Regions from separate parts of the Mus musculus genome. Here regions 1 and 3 are each linked to region 2. Evidence: chromatin contacts called from public Hi-C and HiChIP or PLAC-seq data. All regions are on one chromosome and are shown on one strand. The core of a region is the stretch at or near the end of the contact, and the rest is flanking DNA. Distances in the headings are between cores, read along the strand shown. Region 1 holds the start of Trim50 (tripartite motif-containing 50). Region 2 has its middle 19 kb from the start of Cldn4. Region 3 overlaps Clip2 (CAP-GLY domain containing linker protein 2).

Region 1 (4,360 bases), core at 521-3,020, 390 kb before region 2:
AGGTGCTCTACCTCGAGGCAATGCCCACAGGCCTTCACTGAGGGGTTCTAGACAAGTGCTAGAATCTGAGCCATATCTCCAGCCTTGTAAACATGACTCTCAAGCCTTATATAATAAATATATTATATATAAACATCATAAATATAACATTTAAAAAATTAAATAGTAAATGTCGATCTGTTTACCTGAGATAAAAGTCCATGGGCTGAGGAATTCACAAATTTAACACTTATATTTTGAACATTTACCACTTCAACTGTAGCTGTAGACCAGTGGTTCTCAACCTTCCTAATGCTGTGACCCTTTAATACAGTTCCTTATGTTATAGTGAGCTCCAGCCATAAAATTATTTCATTGCTACGTTATAACTTTAATTTTGCTACTACTATGAATCACAATATAAATATCTAATATGCGGGATATCTAATATTTGGTATGCTATCCCTGTGAAAGGGTTGTTTAGCCCCTAAAGGGTCTCACCCCACAGGTTAAGAACCTCTGCTGTAGCTGCTGAAATACAGCAAGGAACAAAGGCCCCACCCTCATGCTTGTGACCAGATGGGCTTAGGAGCTCTGAAGAAGCAAGGCTAGTGTTGTGGCTCAGCAGGTCAAGTCTGATGATCTGGGTTTGATCGTGGTGGAATAAGAAAGCTGATTCCTTGACATTGTTCTCCATGTGTATGTCTACACATAAATGAATAAAGAATATAAAAAGAAAGAAATCTATTGTGGTACGTGCCTATAATCTCAGCTCTGTGGAGAATGAGACAAGAAGATTTAGAGTTCAAGGCCAGTGGCTGTATAGTGAGTTCAAGGCCAGTCTGAGCTACAAATAAACCACAATCAAAATCCATACCACTGAACCTAGGATGTTGCTTAGTAGAAGAATGCTGCTTAAGCTATAAACTAAGCCTTGGATTCCATCCGTAGGACAGCAAGCAAAACAAAATAAAGCAAGCCAAAGACACAAGGTAAAAGAATAGGAAAAGTCTGGCAAGGGACTCGCTGTCATTCCTGCAGCTACGATCCTCAGGACCCTGGTATATAAGCAACTCTTCAAAAACCAATGAAGAGACCCCTACGTGGAAGAAGAGCACTGACTTCCACAAAATGTCCTCTGACTTCTACGTGCATGCCGTGGTACACGCGTGCACAGTCAAGCAGTCAATAATCAAATAAGTATTAAAAACCAATGAATGAATGCATGCTTGAGTATGTGCGCCATACTTGAGTATGTGCGCAAGATGGAGTTGGAGAAATGGAGCCCTGGTGCAGTAGCCTTCCTCTACCGCGTGGAGGCGCAAGACAGCACTCAGGAGAGCCGCCCTTTGCTCTGCTCCTCCCGCTAGCGGCCCGCCCGCCCCTCGCACCTTCATGCGGCTGTAGACGGTGGAGACTGGTGTGACTCGGTGGTGTTGGTGGGAGCCCAGCAGGCCACAGAGACCACAGATGAATTCCTGGTCTTTCTCGCAGAAGAGGCTGAGAGGGTTTCGGTGGTGCACGCAGACGGTGGGCTCTATGTCCCCCGGCAGCCTCAGAGCATCTATCACCCGGGCCAGGGAGACATTAGGCGGGGAGCTGCTGCAGTCTACTGACTGACGACACACAGGACAGCATAGCTCGGAGTCCAGGTGTTGGGACAAGTTATCCAGGCAGTCCTTGCAGTAGGAGTGGCCGCACTGTAGCATCAGAGGCTCTTTGAAGACCTCCAGGCAAATGGGACACTGCAGCTGGTCCTGGAGTTCCGGCACAGTCAGCCGCCACGCCATGCGCACAGCTCAGCTGCAACACAGGTGGCAGTCAGTCCTCTATCCTGCCGCCCCCTCCCTCTGTCATATTTTCCCTTCCCCCAGGGCTGCTGAAAGCCTAGGGAGAAAAGGATGCCAGCCCTGGATTCTGATCCTAGCGCCTACTATGACTCTGAGCCTCAGTTTCCCCGTCTGGGAAAAAAGGACTTAAGTGGAAAACAATGGCCACTATGAGTCTGGATATATAGATCAACTGCAAGTCTAATTCAGAGTTTTTTCTCCATACATGAGGTCCTGGGTTCAATCTCTAGCATCACAAACGTCACATTGAGCTAGGACCTTCCCCCATGTAACCCCAGCATCTGGGGGGGATTGAACCCAGAGCCTTGCGCATGAACAGCCACTCATGAAATTGTCCTGAAGCAATGATTCTCAGTGTGTGGATTGCAACCCTTTTGAGGTTCCGACAACCCTTTCAAGGTGGTTGCCTAAGACCACTGGGAAAATACAGATGTTTATAACAGTAGCAAAATTAGTTATGAGGTACCAACAAAAATACTTTGTTATGGTTGGGGGGGGTCACACAGCATGAGGAACTGTGTTGAGGGCTGTAGTGTTAGAAGGTTGAGAACTGCTATTCTAGAGATTCCAGAGCCCCAGTTCCAGGCAGGGATTCAACTTCAAGGAAGATTCTCTCTTGAGACCCAGAAATCTGTAATATACACCTTCAAGCCAGGCACTTTTTGTTTATTTTTTTGTTTTCAAGACAAGGAATCTCTGTGTAGCCCTGGCTGTCCTGGAACTCTCTCTGTAGACCACGCCGGTCTCCAACTCACAGAGCTCTGCCTGCCTCTTCCTGTCAAGTGCTGGGATTAAAGGCAGGGAGCACCAGGAACCTGCCGCCTAAGCAATCTTAAAGCCAGATTGTTACTTTTTCTTTTTGGGATAGGGGTCCTGTGGACGGTGGTGGCCTTGAACCCTGTATGTAGCTGGGATTGCAGGTGTGCTCCACTATACACAATTTAAATAGTTCTGGGTATAGACCCCTTGGGGGCCTTAAGCATGCTTGGTAAGTCAGTATCTACTCAGTAGCTACATCCTGAACAACAAGAGCAATGTCCCTTGTCCCAGGGTAACACTGTCCTCACAGAGTCTGAGATAAAAAGAGCCTTGGGTGTTCATCTTCCAAAACAGAAACAAAGTCTCCACTGAGCAAGATAGCAGCAACTCGACCCACATCCCACTACCGCATTACCTGATTTCTTGTGGTCCAGCAGGCCTCCCACTAGGGCCTCAAACAAGCAGCTCTCTCTGGTCACTGAAGCCTTTCCTTCCTCCCAGAATGGGGAAGCTGACACGGAGACCCGGGGCAGCCAGCTGGACATAGATGCCACTGCCTGGTGTCTGCCCCTTCTCCCATCCCCTCCCCTTTCCCGGCAACACCTGTGTCCCAAGGTCATCCAGAATCAGGTGGGAAGTGGGTCACACACCACGAGACTGAGGCGGCGGCCTCTGTTGGGTTCCCTTACGATAACCTACACAGGCAGATTGTGTGGCCTTGCCCAGGATGGGGGAAGGGCTGAGACCGTGCGCCAGCTCGGAGCACAAGCAGGTATAAGCTTTGTATGACGAGCAGCTTTCTGAATACCTCAACCCGGAAGTTTAAAGGTATTTTATTTATTTAGATTTTTCTCGTTTTCTAAGTTTGGGTCACACACACAGCAATGATAAAATACGCTGCTTACTCTGATTTTTCTCATTCGAGGTGTAACATGTGAACAGATCTTAACCACGCAGTGTAACTTTTATCTTATTTGTGTACACTCATGCTCAAGGTCAAGTTGTAAACTGGACAGAGTGTTGAACACCTATAATCCCAGAACTTGGGAAATGCTGACCGGAGGCCAGAAGTCAAGTTCATTCTCAGGCTATGTAGCACACCCAAGGCCATCCTGGACCTCATGAGACTATCTCAAAAGCAAAACAAAACAAAAAAATCTAGTTGTAGAGAATTTGCAGAGTCAGTCCTTTGCCTCCTGCCAGAACAGGCTCTGCAATCAACACAGTTACCGTTCTGGTTCGTATCCTCCTACCAGCTGCCCGTATGTATGTATGTATGTATGTATGTATGTATGTATTTTAACATTTATTGTGTGTGCTTGCAGGTGCAGGCCACCTTATGCATGAGAAACCAGGGGATAAAACTTGCAATAGTCAGTTCTCCCCTTCCACCTGTAGGTCTTGGCTGTCAAGGTTGGTGGCAGACACCTTACCCACTTGGCTATCTTGATTGCCATTGTTTGTTTCTTGCCTTGCTGGGAGATAGAACCAGGGTCTTGAGCATGCTACAAAAGCGCTCTACTCCTGAATTATCTCCCTATCTTATGGGGTCTGTTTGTGAATTTGATGTGAACAGTACTCTTTGACTCTTTCTGTCAATGTTACTAAAATATGAACTTTTAACATGTGAAATCTTGGAGCCAGCTGTGGTAGCAAACATCTTGATTCCCAGCACTTGGGAGACAGAGGCAGGTGGATCTCTGTGACTTCTCCAGGCCAGCGTATTCTGCCTAGCTAGTTCCTGGCCCACAAGACTACATAGTGAGATCCTC
Region 2 (3,990 bases), core at 210-2,709:
TGTCCTTTACAGCAGGGTAGTGAGCACCTAGACCTCCCGCCGATTGCACTTCCTGCACATTCCCTGACCCTTGCACTTCCTGCACATTCCCTGACCCTTGCGCGTGTCTTCTGAATACTGAACCTCCTGCATGCTGCCTGCCCCACTGTGTGCTTACACTGCGTGTGCCTACTGTATGTTGCCTTCCTCCTGCTTGTGCCCTGTGCAAACTGAGTCTAAAGCAGATGGGCCTTGTTCTTGCGTGACAGGGTGTTGTATTCTCACCCAGAAAGTCCATAGTTCTGGGTGTGACCTGACTCTCCCGTGGGGGGGTACATTGGGAAGGTGCGAGGTGAGAGCGGCCAGGTCAGGGTGGAATCGGTTTTTCTCTCAGTCAAACCTGGTTGGTGCGCTACTCTGGGGTAATTCCCAGGTAGGCTCTTAGGTGTCATAGATCAGGTGAGGGAGGGGTGAGTCACACCTGCCTCCCCCTCCCCCTCGGGAGAAACTTCTCTCTCCCCAGGGCTAGGTTTCACTAAGTCGTAAACAGGCCCTGCCCAAGAGATCTTTCTTCCGGTCTCGGCCAGATCCAGTGTAACCCAGCCTGGGGGCTGCCTGGTTGCCTAGTCAAGGGAACGTCCTGGTCCCAGACTAGATCCCTGAATTCCTTGGCCCACTCTAACCCCCTTCTTCGTCCCCCTGGGCTCCTTTTTCCCCTAGCGAAATCGCAGTCTCTTTCGCTGCGGAGCTTTCATTCTCCCTGGGGAATTTCGGGGAGATGGCTTGAAGGGGTGAAGAAGCAGGGGGCTTGGTGAATGGGCCTCGTGTGAGGCCAGGGTTTTCTCCCTTTTTTAAAAGATTAATTTGGTTTCATTTATGTGAGTGTTGCCTGTATATATGTGATGTGCATAGCGTGCGTGCCTGGTGTGCTGGCAGAGGTCAGAACGTGGACTTCACATCTTCAGGAACTGTAGTCAAGAACTTTATGGGTGCTGGTGTTTCAGAGTAAGGTTAGCTGGCCCAGTTTGCTTTCAGTGGCTTTTCCTAGGTGAGCATGTGGGCGGGGCCATCCATGCCAAAGTATCCCTGTGGGCGGAGTTTCCCTGTATGTAAGTAAGCCATGTTTTTGACAATATTGCAAGCAGGCCTATCAAATCCATTAGGAGAATGTTGGCAAGGCCATCTAGTGTCTAGATGAGGCAAAGGTGAGAGTGTGGGCGGAGCTTCGGGTCCTGAAGTGAATCTATAGGTGGGGCTCTCCATCCATCTCCAGCATGTGGGCAGGGTCTCCGTCTTTTAAGGGGTGGAGCTGCTGGGCCGATACGTAATTTTACAGCCCTCCTAGTGGCTCAAACAGTTCCTCTTTCCTTTCCGCCACTAAGGCGCACACTTATCCTCAGACAGACTACATCAGGACCGGCCTGGGAGGACTCTTTGAAGCTAGGTCCTCAGGGTGGCAGTATTTCCACAAGACCAAGCAGAGGTGGTGTCGTTGTGTGCCGGGGAGCAGTGAAGTGCCTCCGCACGTGAAGGGGCTTGCAGCTAAGACCGGGTTCAGTTCCCAGAAATCACAAGGTGAAAGAAGAAAACTGCAGTAGGTTGTTTTCTGACCTCTACATGCGTGTCATGGCATGCACACCACACACACACACACACACACACACACACACACACACACACACACGCACGCGCGCTCGCGCGCGCGCAAGTGGGCCAAGCTGCAGGAACGCTCACCTCCACTAAGGGGTGTTCTTGAGCCTAGGTCCACAGCTCCCCACCAGGAATGGACAGGCCCTTCTTGCCATTCAGTCTCCTGGGACCTCATACTCCTGCCCCAGAGTGGCCTTCTCAGACTATGTCACAACTCGGCTACACTTGCTGCTCTCTCCGCAGGCTCCTAAGGTGCACTGGACCTCGTCTAGTTATCCTGCCGGTCAGCGCGAACCCGGGGCAGGACAGATTCAGATCTCCAGTATTCCACAACTGTTAATATTTTGCAAATGTAAAAAGAAACCCACCCGTAGTTCTCTACATGCGCAGTCAATTTGTAGGTGCCTTAGCAACCTGTTCTAACGCCCGGTGCCTCTCCTTCCAGTGTTGTTTGAGATTTTCAAATTTTCTATCAAACCTTGTTGGACACTTTATGGATGCAGTTCCCACTAGCAAACAGAAGAGGGCGACGCTAGCAAGAGCTATTGCAGGCTCAGGGCTAATCTAGCCGCGGAGCTAGAGATTGCTGCTGGACAGAGAGTTGAGGCTGATGTGAAAAGAGTGGCCTGGGACAGGAGGTAGTGATGCCCCGACTGGAGTTTCTTTGTTTTAAGATTTTAAATTTGCCTGGAGTAGTGGCACACACCTTTAAAGCCCCGCCATCCCACCACCACCACACACACCCTGACTCTGGGTCTCTAAGAGTTCAAGTCCAGTTTGGTCTACATAGTGAGTTCCAGATCATCCAGGTCTAAATAGTGAGATGCTGTCTCAAAATTTTTTATTTGTTTGGTGGTAGTGGTGACTAAAGCAAGGGTCTCATGAGAGCTAGGTAGGCATTCTATTGCTGAGGCATATCCCAATACCTGCCTTGCCCCTTTTTGAGACATTTCTCTGTGTAGCCTTGGCTGTCTGAGAACTCACTCTGTAGACCAGGCTGTCCTTAAACTCAGATATCCACCTGTCTCCTGAGTGTGGGGATTAAAGGCATGTGTGATCACTGCCCAGTTCCATCCCTATTTTTAAAAGACATAACCTACATTTAAATGTACTTTTGTTGTATTTTCAATTTTATAGGTATAGATGTTTTGCTTGCATTTATGTATGTATGTATGTATGTATGTATGTATGTATGTATGTATGTATTTATTGGTTTTTCAAGACAGGGTTTCTCTGTATAGCCCTGGCTGTCCTGGAACTCACTTTGTAGACCAGGCTGGCCTCTAACTGAGAAATCCCTCTGCCTCTTTGCTTGCATTTATGTCTTGCACCAGGTGGTGTGTGCCAAGGGCCCTTGGAGGACAGAAGAGGGCACTAGATCCCTTGCAACTGGAGTTAAACAGAATTGTGAGCCTCCATGTGGGTGCTGACACTTGAACCCAAGTTTTCTGAAAGAGTATCTGGTGCTCTTAATCACTAAACCATTTCTATGGCCCCTCTATCTATCTATCTATCTATCTATCTATCTATCTATCCATCCATTCATCTATTTATAAGACCCATCTTATTACATAGCTCTGGCTATCCTGGATCTCACTACGGAGACCAGGCTGGTCTCTAATTCCCAGAGCTTGGTCTGCTTCTGCCTCTCGATTGCTGGGACTAAAGGTATGTGCCACCACCGCCTGGCTCAGTTTTTAAAATGTATGTACATTTGTGTGTCCGAGGGTGGGTGCAGGACCTACAGAGATGAGACAAGATCATTGGATTCCCTAAAGCTCAAATTGCAGGTGGTTGTAAGCTGTCTGACATGAGTGCTGGGAACAAATTCAGGTCCCCTGTAAGAGCACTGTGTGGTCTTAACTGCTGAGCCATGTCTTCAGTCCCCTGAGGTCTTTCCTTGGGGCCTTGTATTTCTACTTTACTAGAAATTCCCTAGCCCAGCAACACCATCTTCCGCAGGTGTTGTATACTCTTGGTGCCTAGACATGCATGCAGGCAAAACACTCACTCATATAAAATAAAAAATATTCAGGGCTGGAGAGATGGCTCAGCGGTTAAGAGGACCGACTGCTCTTCCGAAGGTCCTGAATTCAAATCCCAGCAACCACATGGTGGCTCACAACCATCTGTAATGGGATCTAATGCCCTCTTCTGGTGTGTATGAAGACAGAGACAGTGTACTCATATATATATATAAAGTAAATCTTAAAAATAAAATGTTCTAAGCATTGGGATTGGGCATGTTTAACGGGGAGTGTGGTAGCGAAACAGAATTAAACCTGGAGGCTTACAAACATCCATCAGAAATCCAGGGATGTCCCTTTGAGGCAGTCAACTGAAGTTCCGGATACCTTAGAG
Region 3 (4,472 bases), core at 1,234-3,733, 430 kb after region 2:
CACATAGTGGCTCACAACTGTCCGTAACTCTAGTTCCAGGGGATCTGACACCCTCGCATAGACATGCAGGCAGGCAAAACACCAATGCACATAAAATAAAAATAAATAATTAAGCAAACAAACAAACAAAAACCCCAGAGGGGTGGTAGTACACACACCTTTTATCCCAGCACTGGGGAGGCAGATTTTTTGTCGGTTGGAGGCTAGCCTATCTCCATGAGTTTCAGGAGAGCCAGGGCTAACTAAAGAGACTGTCTCACAAATCAAAAAGCAAGCAAACAACCAACCAAATAAACCCCACAGCTGGCGGTTGATTGGGAGAGGGGGGCTGTTTGCTGCTGGTCTGCCACCCACCCCCAGCTTGCTTTTCCCAGCTTCATCCATCCCCCCACCCCGAAGTCATGTCTGCATAGGGACTAGCTGCTGCTGCTCCTTGGCTTGGAGGCTCTCCCAGAGCCTCCCGCTGGTCTCTGCTGCCGTCCCTCTCCGCATGGTGGTCAGGCCTCTAGGCACTGTCAAGGGGTCCGAAGACCCCAACCAGTTTCCTTATCTGTTCTGTCACACTCTTCACATGTTTCACCGTGGGCTTGGCAGGAGTTACACAGCTGTGTAAGGCTTGGGCCTGGCTGTTCCCAGCATCCTGCTGACCCTGGTGACCAGGGGAGAGTGATGGGAGAAGGGTGGGGACAGGGACCCAGGCAGATGGACTCCATCTCTCCCATTCTCCCGAGCCTGAGGCACAGCTGGTTTAAAACTTGGACTTTGTTTTTTGCCTGGAAGTTGGCAAGACTCACAGGGAGGGACCGTCCCAGACGCAGCCTTTGCTTGTCTTCAGCTGGGAGGTCATGGAATCGGGTGACCTCTCGGTGACCCACGGCAAGCTGCCTGTGTTCCCTGATCCTCAGCCAAATGCAGTTAGAATGGTGTCCTGGGCCCTTAATCTCAGCACTGGGGAGAAAGAGGCAGGAGGATGGAAAGCCTGAGACCAACTTGGGCTATATAACAAATATGGAAAAGAAGGGACTCAAGCTGGCTCAGCAGGGAAAGGGGCTTGCTGCCAAGCCTGAAGACCTGAGTTCGAGCCCTGAAGACTTCTTCTGGAAGGAGAGAAATGACCAGATGACCCCACCCCCCAAGTTGCTGCCAAGTTGGAACCCTTCGTGCATAGGGCATGCATATATCCCTCCCCCCTATATATACACATATGTATGTGTATGCATACATATATATACATATATACATACATATACATACATATACATATATATTTTTTAAAGAGGCTGGGCATGTCTAGTGTCAGTCTAGTGTCTAGTGTCACCCTTATCGAGGGACCATCTCCTGGTAGAAGTGCCCAGTGAATGAGCCAGGGCCAGCGGCTTGGCTGGAGTTCTGGGCCATGGTGCCTACATCCTGCTGCCCTCTTCCCTGCCCCGGGGCCATATTACCTCATAGGACTTGGGCTTTCTCTTGCTCTACTTGGCACTGTTCCCCTCTCTAGGCCACTACCGCATTCACTGGGCCAGAATCCTGGGCCCTGTCTCCTACTGTCCTGTGGTGAGCGGGTCACCCCCAGGCAGCTGAAATGGAAACCCTGCAACAGAGCTCGGGTTTCTTCCCAGTAAGTGGCGATTGAGGACAGCACACAGGGGCCTGTTGCTTCTGTTAGACCCAAGTTCCCAGACAATGCTTGTGTGAACAGTGTCACCAGAGAGTTGTAACATGGGCCTCCTGACCTCTGTCAAGTATCTGGGATACTCCTGGTTTTACAAGCTTCCCAATTCAGGCACCAGGACCCCAGCCCCCTGCCTCCTGAGCACTGAGATTAAAATTGTTTTTATAGCCCAGGCTGACCTCAGACTCACTATGTAGCTGAGGATAACCCTGAACTTCTGATCCTCCCACCCCACCTCCCTACTTTTGGGATCACAGGTGTGCCCACCCTGGTTTAGGAGGGCAGGGGATCGAACCCAGGGCTTCATGCATACTAGGCAAGCCCTCTCCTGACCCAGCTATACTCCAAGCTTGGTTTATTATTTTATTACATTTTAGCATGTGTATGTATGTATCAGTTTTGCCCTTCTACCACCTGAGCCCTGAGGATCCAACTTAGGCCGTCAGGTTTGGTGGCAATTGTCTAAACTTGCTAGGCCATTTTGTCCACCTGGAACTTGAAGTCTTTCTTCCTCTGCCTCTCGTGCTGGAATCACTGTGTGCTGACCATGCCTGTGCTACCTGTATCCCAGATAGGTGAGAACCCCAAGGACTGTCACATGGCTTCATATCCTAAGGCCTCTTGGAGTGAAACTGGCTTCAGACTGCAGGCTCTCACTTCATGGCCTCAGCCATCAGCTGCACTGTGGCCAGAGGCCAGTGTATGGACATGTCACAGCTTTCCCAAGTCCTCCCCCACCCCACCCCCAACCAATTCTCTGTCCCAGAGCCCGGCTGAGTCACAGAGGGCCAGCTCAGCCCTCTGCCTCCTCCCCTCTTCCTGCTACCATTCTCCCCTCCCCCTCCCCTTTCCGGTCCCCTCCAGTCCCTGGCTGGGGTAGCAGGGACTGGCTGAATGCTGGCTTGGTTCTTTCCTGCCTGCTCCATGTGTTCCTTTGTTAGTTGAAGCAAGCAGGCGCTGTTCCCCAGAGGTCAGGGTCTTGGAAATGTTGTTTTAGGGCAGGGCCACCAGGCTAGGAGGTAAGGAAGAGGCAACCAACCCTGGGACCAGTTCAGTCATGGCTGCAACACTGAGACTGGGATGGAATCTGGGAAATTAATTTTATCTTCTCAGCTCCTGGTTCTATAAGTATGTGTTCTTTCTAAAAACTATTACTCGCTGTCTTTGAGAGGGAGCATATGCGTGCTGCATGCACATGTGGAGGGCTGTTTGCTGGGGTTGGTCTCTCTTACCATTTGGGGCCTGGGGATTGAACTCAGGTCCTCAGGCTTGGCAGCAAGCTCCTTTACTTTCTAAACCATATCACCAGCCCTCAGTACCTTCCTTTTCTTCTCTCTCTTCCCTCCCTTTGTCATTTCCCTTCCTTTCTTACTACTCCCCTCTCTCCATCCTTCACTTTCTCTTTCCTTTCTTCTGTTCACGTTATGTGTGTGTGTAAGTGTGTGCACATGCCTGCATCTGTGTGCACACACGCATGTGCATGTATGTGTGTGTAGTCCCAGTGCACACGTATGCACCTATGTGTGCATGTTTTTTCACTGCCCTGAGGATCGCCAAGTAGGCTACGTTGGCTGGCCAGGGAGCTCCAGGGAATCCCCCTGTCTCCGCCTTTCCGGCACTGGGCTTAAATGCATGTATCATTGCCCTGGTCACTATTGTATTGCTGTGAAGAAACACCCTGACTCCTAAAAAAGAAAACATTTAACTGGGGGCTGGCCTACAGTTTCAGAGGTTTAGTCCATTATCATCATGGAGGGAGGCATGGCAGGGGAAGGGAGGGGAGGGAGAGAGAGTCTGGTACAGGCTTTTGAAATCTCAAAGCCCATTCTCCAGTATAACTTTAATTTTTTTAAACCTTATTTTTAATGATGGTCCTTAAACGGTGTAACCTCTCTTTTAGCCCACTAGAGGTAGTGGAAAAGAATGGATACCGGGGAAGTGGACCTGTTTAGAAAGGTTCTTTGGAGCGACTTCCGTCTGTGTTGTGTGAAAGTCACCAGTTCCGTTCATAGGTCAGCAGCGGCAGCTTGATCCACTCACAAATACTTTACGGCTATATCAGCAGTCCAGTTCCGTAGTCAGGTTAGCAAACGTGGGTTAGCAGTGGTGGCACGCCCTAGCAGAGACAGGCCTCAGCCTCAGCACAGGTCAGCAGGAATTAGAATTAGGGAGGAATGCCAGGGAAAGTTCTCTGCTGTGCGTCTCCCAGCAAATCGAAGATCAGGGAAGATGTGAGACCCACAAGCATTGCACAGCGGCGAACTTGATAAGCAAGCTGATATGCCTCGATTACTGTCTACCGGGTACTCACATCTAAACATCACGTGTCTTCTACGGGTCTTGTCTCAGCGTGTGTCTTTGCCTTAGCATGTGTGTCTGTCTCAGCTGACACCACTCTGTCAATCAGCCCAAGTTCGAGGGAGCAGCAAGAAACTGCAGCATACCACCAGAAGTTTTTTGGTGCGTTTCTCTCTTTGGCATCCCAGTAAATGGAGCTCAACTATGCAATGTAAGGCAGACCAATACATGTGTGTCTTTAGCGAAGAATCTCTCATCACATGTCTTTTCATGTGTTTGCTTTAGCAGAACATTTTTTTTCTGTGTCTGCTTCAGCCAAACATTCCTTCCCGAGTCTGCCTTAACTTTCCACCTGTGTCCACTTCAGGAAAACACCCCTTCACGTGATTGTCCCAGTAAAACACCATCCAACATAACTGACTTTCCAAAGAGCCCTTAAGTTTCTACTTCACCCCAGTGACACACTTCCTTTAACAGGTCCACACCTCCTAATCCTTCTAAT

Evidence for each region. A called contact is a pair of places that touch in the nucleus more often than the background predicts. HiChIP or PLAC-seq counts read pairs in DNA pulled down with a chosen protein or histone mark.
Region 1: a contact with region 2 is called in a Hi-C map of embryonic stem cells, with 3 times the contacts expected there. The contact joins the promoter of Trim50 here to the enhancer-like site in region 2. A contact is called at or near these places in 3 of 39 promoter capture datasets (hippocampal neurons, liver and pre-B cells) and 1 of 484 Hi-C or Micro-C datasets (embryonic stem cells).
Region 3: a contact with region 2 is called in an H3K4me3 HiChIP or PLAC-seq map of craniofacial prominence, with 3 times the contacts expected there. The contact joins two enhancer-like sites. A contact is called at or near these places in 1 of 39 promoter capture datasets (liver) and 2 of 115 datasets of contacts at active chromatin or transcription factors (craniofacial prominence and pancreatic cancer cells).

The regions. Positions count from the first base shown.
Region 1 is chr5:135,350,705-135,355,064 of GRCm38.p6, reverse strand. It overlaps Trim50 (tripartite motif-containing 50), which reads right to left and starts at 1,770. Exons shown (of 6, transcript NM_178240.3): 1 at 1,371-1,770. The coding sequence starts at 1,769. It also overlaps a transcript of Fkbp6 not described here.
Region 2 is chr5:134,963,855-134,967,844 of GRCm38.p6, reverse strand. No RefSeq gene overlaps it. Among named protein-coding and RNA genes, the nearest start is that of Cldn4, 19 kb to the right of the region's middle. Within about 2 kb of position 1,459, at least 146 of the 459 cell types and tissues checked have an H3K27ac peak or open chromatin away from gene starts, as enhancers often do. A contact at or near this core is called in craniofacial prominence, embryonic stem cells and liver, where this site is marked.
Region 3 is chr5:134,538,137-134,542,608 of GRCm38.p6, reverse strand. The region is part of intron 1 of Clip2 (CAP-GLY domain containing linker protein 2); the gene reads left to right. Among named protein-coding and RNA genes, the nearest start is that of Clip2, 12 kb to the left of the region's middle. Within about 2 kb of position 2,483, at least 227 of the 459 cell types and tissues checked have an H3K27ac peak or open chromatin away from gene starts, as enhancers often do. A contact at or near this core is called in craniofacial prominence and liver, where this site is marked.